2 separate regions of the Ovis aries genome follow, and region 2 is linked to region 1. Evidence: chromatin contacts called from public Hi-C data. All regions are on one chromosome and are shown on one strand. Each heading gives the region's core, a stretch centred on a gene start, on an enhancer-like site or on the middle of the called end of the contact. The rest is flanking DNA. Distances are from core to core; before and after follow the strand shown. Region 1 holds the start of FNDC3B (fibronectin type III domain containing 3B). Region 2 overlaps LOC121816934 (a long non-coding RNA gene).

The links. A called contact is a pair of places that touch in the nucleus more often than the background predicts.
Region 2: a contact with region 1 is called in a Hi-C map of liver, with 3 times the contacts expected there. The contact joins the enhancer-like site here to the promoter of FNDC3B in region 1. A contact is called at or near these places in 4 of 16 Hi-C or Micro-C datasets (blood, liver and skin fibroblasts).

Annotation. Positions count from the first base shown.
Region 1 is chr1:216,168,799-216,171,763 of ARS-UI_Ramb_v3.0, forward strand. FNDC3B (fibronectin type III domain containing 3B) reads right to left here and starts at 1,294. Exons shown (of 26, transcript XM_015092550.4): 1 at 1,151-1,294.
Region 2 is chr1:216,223,035-216,225,956 of ARS-UI_Ramb_v3.0, forward strand. The region is part of intron 1 of LOC121816934 (a long non-coding RNA gene); the gene reads right to left. Among named protein-coding and RNA genes, the nearest start is that of FNDC3B, 54 kb to the left of the region's middle. Within about 2 kb of position 1,422, at least 14 of the 54 cell types and tissues checked have an H3K27ac peak or open chromatin away from gene starts, as enhancers often do. A contact at or near this core is called in liver, where this site is marked.

The DNA.
Region 1 (2,965 bases), core at 44-2,543:
GGACATCAGGCCCGGGTGCTCGGGCTCCTATGGGGCGCGGGGACCGGACCTTTGGGAAAGTTCGCGGGCACAGCCCGAGGCCCCACTTTCCACCCGGAGTGACAAGCCCTTCCCACGCCGGCCGGCCCCCGCCCAGCCGCGGGCACCAGACGGTCCGCGCGGCCCCTCCCGGCCGCCTCGGGGCGCGGATTCCGCCGGCCCGCCCCACCCCGGCCCGGGAGCCCCTCGGGGTGACCGACTGACCGGAGCTACGCTGGCCCACACACCGGGTCGCCCGCTCCTTCCCGCCGAGCCCCACTCCCCCGCCCGAGCTTCCAGCCGCCAGGCTCGCGGAGTCCAGCCGCTGCCGCCGGTTACCGCCCCCAGCCCGGGGGGAGCCCGGGGGGCAGGACGGGGAGGGAGGACGTGGCGCGCACTGAGGTGGCCAGCGCCGAGGCGGGGAGTGTCCCTGAGAGGCCTGGCCTGGGCGGGGGGGGCCGGCTCGGGCTTGGGACCCTCCCCGCGAGCATCCCCGGGTCGGAGGTCCCGGCCCGCCCCCGCCTGGCGCGGAGAGGCGGCCCGACTTCAGCCCCACTTCGCACACCCGCCCTCCTCCCTCCACCATATGGAAATCTACGGCCTCAGAAAGTGACACGTCGAAGATTCCTCGGCCTCTCCGCCCGCCCTCCCCCTCCTGGGCAGCGTTCCTGCCGCGGAGATTCCGGGAGGGGGAGCGGATTCCTCGGACAAAATCTGCTGGGAAGGCTGGGGAGGACGAGGGGGGAGGGAGAGCCCGGGAACCACTGCCCAGATTTTTTTTTTTTTTTTTTTTCCATCAAGAAAGAATCTACCCGTTTTTTTCCCTCCTCCAAACCTTGGCCAGCTGTGTGGATGAGCGGGGGCCCGGAGCCCAGTAAGACGCGGCCGCAAAGCGGAGGCCGGCACCCCCCACACCGGGCCCCCTGTTCCCGGGGTGCCCAGATCAGCGCAGGGCGCCCCAGCACTCTGGCGGCAAGTTTTCCTCGGGAAGCCCGGCGCTCCCGAAGCGCTGCGGGACAGGCACGCACTTTGGCGGACTCTGCGTCCGGACGGGGCTTTCCAGCGCGCCGAGAGTGGCGGCAGAGACTTGGGATCCCGGTCCCCTCCAGACTCCCGCTCCTGCATCCCTTACCTTCCCTGGGGCTGAAACGCGGGGCTCCGGGCGCGCCACACACCGGGTCTCCCACGCCTCCCCAGCCGACAGCCCCGAGAATCCCTGCCGCCCCTTCGCTGCTCCCGCCGCCGCCGCCGTCTCCACCGCCGATCTCCTCCTCCTCCGGCCGCCGCCGCCGCTCAAATAACTACCAGGAGGGTTAGATGGGGGATTCCGCCATGTCAATGATGTCGGGACCACATGGGGATTTGGGGCCCGCCCACTGCCGTAATCTGCGGAGTATAACCGCCTCCACAGGCTCGGATTCGCAGGAACTGTGGGATCCTCTGTTCCCGCCTAGTCCTGCATAACTATCCAGAAACTCCTCAGTTCAGCCAGACTTTAAAGTAGTCTGAGGCTTAAGGGAACTAGCAACTCCTGAAAGGCGAGGAGTTCATGGTCTGCCAAGATCGCCAACACCGGTATAAATGCAGGGGTTGCTATGTAATTATCAGAGTTAAGAGTATGACATTTTTTTATTTGCACATATATGGACTGTGAAGAAATTTGAGCGCCGAAGAATTGATGCTTTTGAACTGTGGTGTTGGAGAAGACTCTTGAGAGTCCTTTGGACTGCAAGGAGATCCAGCCAGTCCATTCTAAAGATCAGTCCTGGGTGTTCTTTGGAAGGAATGATGCTAAAGCTGAAATTCCAATACTTTGGCCACCTCATACGAAGAGTTGACTCATTGGAAAAGACTCTGAGGCTGGGAGGGACTAGGGGCAGGAGGAGAAGGGGACGACAGAGGATGAGATGGCTGGATGGCATCACCGACTCGATGGACGTGAGTTTGAGTGAACTCCGGGGAGGCCTGGCGTGCTGCGATTCATGGGGTCGCAAAGAGTCGGACACGACTGAGCGACTGAACTGAACTTTTTTAAAATCCCCACAACCTTATGAGCTGTTCTGTCACCTCCTTTCTCTATTTCCCTCAGCACTTTGTTCATACCATTCACGTAGCTTTAAGAGATTATATTAATACCAAAGTTACAATGTCTGTTTCCCCCTTTCGGTGCCCAATATGTGCTCCTAAGAGCAGAGACTGTTCCTTACTCCTGTCTGTATTTCTGTATTAAACACAGTATAATGCAAAAGGCACAGTAGGACTCATTAAGTAACTGCTATGTTTATACTAATTAAGCCAAATGTAATGTATCCTGTTGTATAGACTCAAAATGGTAAACTGACTGCATCCTGTGTCACCCCTCAAATTATCCAGGCAGACAAGTAAGTAGAAGTTATCCCAAAGAGGCCACTAGCCCTTTTAGCTTCCCAGGTATTCTAAATAATTACCTTTAGCCTCAGTTATGAGGCTACATTGTTATATAGACTGACTTATTGAAAAGACCCTGATGCTGGGAAAGATTGAGGGCAGGAGGAGGAGACGACAGAGGATGAGATGGTTGGATGGCATCACCGACTCAATGGACATGGGTTTGGGTGGACTCTGAGAGCTGATGGACAAGGAGGCCTGGCGTGCTGCGGTTCATGGGGTGGAAAAGGGTCGAACTCAACTGAGCGACTGATCTGAACTGATTAGGCTACAAAGCAGGACTAGGTAGCAACCAGATGCAACATACTACTTTCATTGATCTAAAAAATACATAAAAACCAATTTTTAGATAAAGTTATTGTATATAGTACTGTATTAAAGCCTGAAGAATGTAAAAGAATACTAAGAAATAGCTCCTTTTCTCATGAAATTTGCAGTTCTTTTTTGCAGATGAGAGGAGTAATGATGAATCCATGCATTGGGGCCCTCGGCCCTGACTGACTTCTTTTCCCAAATGCTC
Region 2 (2,922 bases), core at 172-2,671, 54 kb after region 1:
ACCTAGACAATATTCTCCATTGAGCTATTTCAGAATGCCCCTCCAACCTCCTGAAATAGTACAACGAGGTGTACTGTCTGCTAGGGAGATGGACATCTTGGGTTTTGGTGTTAGGATTCTTTGAGTTTCAAATAAAAACTCAACCCAAATAGCTTCAACAATAGAGACGACGTATGGGTTCTCTGCTGTGCATTCTGGGGACAGAGCTGGCCTCTGTTTCCCTCTCTTGGCATTGCCTTCCTCTGGGTGTTAGTATCATTATCTCCTGTTTCTTGGTTTCCTTGTGCTTTATGTGTGTGATGAGGGTAGGAAGGGGTGTGTTTGTGTGTTGAGAGTGTCTTCGTGTGAGTAACTTTCTTTGGCAACCTCCCCTCCCCCCAAGACCACATGAAAAAGTAAAGAAAAGCCGTTTATTCTAGGGAAGGGATATTGTTATCTTCTGGATTATGGAGGATGTGAAGATGACATATAAAATGTGCATGAATGAACTTGAACAGGATTGCAGGTGGGCCATTAACTATCACATCTGTTACGCTGTATGTTAAAAATTACTTCCTTAAAACAGTTTTTTCTTCCTTGTTGTGAAGTAATTCTATTATATTCTTAAAGAAACCTGACATGAAAAGTTCCGTCTAAAAGTCTTCTTTCAAGGTCAGTTTGCAGACTTAATTAATATGGGTTGCTGAGTGATTATGCAATTCTCCTAGAAACAAATATTACTGAATTAGGTTATAATGAGTATTTTATAGAGAAAGTCAATACACAGAGTGTGTTTTCAGTCTTTGTCATCTGGTTCTAGTCTCTGTTTGGCAACAGGATTTTATACGTGGCTCTGTTAGTGCAGCCAAAAACCTTGCATACTTCACAACTTGCCACTCTTTTCAAAGATTTAGTTAGAGACTGAAGCTTATAGCACATGCTGCTGGATTAAGCATCTAAAGTGAGAGTCTCATGGGCCTAAAATATCTCTTGTACCCACACATTTCCTGGTAGGCCGAACTTCACAAAATAAACATAGATGACCTCTCATCCATCCAGTCTTCCGGAAAGTTTAGAAATGATGCAACCTTTTGGCAATATGACATGACACATTGCTTTACTTGCGCAGAGCATGAACTTCCTTCATTCTGCACAACCCCAGACAAACAAGCATTTACATTAGCACTGCCCGGATTCTGAAACAAAATTTTATCGACTTTAATGAAACTAGACATTAAATAAACGGACTCACTTTGGGAAGAATGAGTCGACATGTGACAACAGGGGAAGTCTTGTGGTTGCTTCATAGTGACATCCAAGACTTTTGAGAAAGTAGAAGCTTGTTTTTCTGTCAATACCTTGGTTTCCTTTCCTTTCTTCATCCCGCCCACAACCCTCCTCCACCACCTCGTGTGCAGGAATAACAATGTCTGGAATCAATATAGTGCTCTGCTTCTGAAAGGTTGAGCAGGCTGGCTTGGCTCTTTCCCTCGGAGGGAGAGTGTGAGCAATGAGATCTCCTACTTCTCCTCTGCCTGACTTTGTCTCTCTACCATTAACCTAGCTCTCAACTCAGTTTCTCTTTCTGGAATGGCTTGTTCTGGTTTCTCTTATTCAATAAATAGAAATAAATCGTTGACTTTTGAATTAGTGTGCCATGTGTATCTTTTAACCCTTTTTAATGATTCCAAGTATTTTTCGTTGCCTCCAAGAAGGGATAGTGGTGCCCTCACTGTTTCCAAGGGGTTTTTGTTTTGTTTTTGAAGATTTTCTTTCCTCTGAAATTGCCTGATTCCTCATTTTCTCAACTCCTAAGAGATAATCTATGCTTAGAAGTGTCACAGTGTCGTTCATGGTATATAACTAGGTAGAAATTGGTCAAAGAACTCTGGATGAAGATGACTTCAAACTATTTTACTTATAAAGCTGTTTGCACTCAGTTCCCAACCCATGTCTCCGGGCTGTTACTCCTTGTAATGCATCCCATATGACAATACTTCTCAAATTTTACAAAGTGAAGAACCCGCTGTTTTCATTTCCCATCTGTCAAGGCCAGCTATGTGGTCCTACTGTGAAGGACTAGTGTGCAGTTTGGGCGACCTATCTACACACAAACATGATCACCTTTGCTCTATATCCCATCCAAGGACTGGAGGCCAACAACCACACAATGTTAGGTTGCTAGCATTTCTACAGCACACTCTCTCCTTCTTTCCTTGTACCATCATAGATAACAACCCACAGGCCACTGACTACCTTTGAGCAGCACAGCCATTCTACCAGGTTCTTACCGTAACAAAGCTTGATTTTTATTGCTTTTGAAATTTGACCTAGGTGTTCTCAGTCCGGGTACCCTCATTCTCCTTGATTTGCCTGGCCTGTCCCTACCTGTCTTTGAAGGTCCACCTAAAAATTTTTTTATGAAGAAATAATTCATATAACATTCACCATTTTAATGTGTAAAATTCAGTGGTTTGTAGCACATCCTTAATGCTGTGCAACCATCACCACTACCTAATTCCAGAACATTCCCGTCACCCAAAAAAGAAACTCTGTACCTGTTAGTGGTTACTGTCTACTCCCCTCCTGCTTTCTCCCAGATCCTGACAACCACTACTTTCTGTGTGTATGGATTTTTCTATTCTGGGAATTTTGTATTAATGGAATCATACAACACGCAGCCTTTCATGACTGACTTTTTTCACTTAGTGTAATTTTTTCAAGGTTCATCCAGATTGTAGTGTGTATCAGTTCTTCACTCCTTTTTGTGACTGGTTGGGCTTCCCAGGTGCCTCAGTGATAAAGAATTCACCTGCCAATGCAGGAGACTGGGGTTCTGTCCCTGGGTTGGGAAGATCCTGTGGAGAAGGGAATGGCAACCCACTCCAGTATTCTTGCCTGGAAAACTCCATGTATAGAGGAGCCTGGTGGGCTACAGTCCAT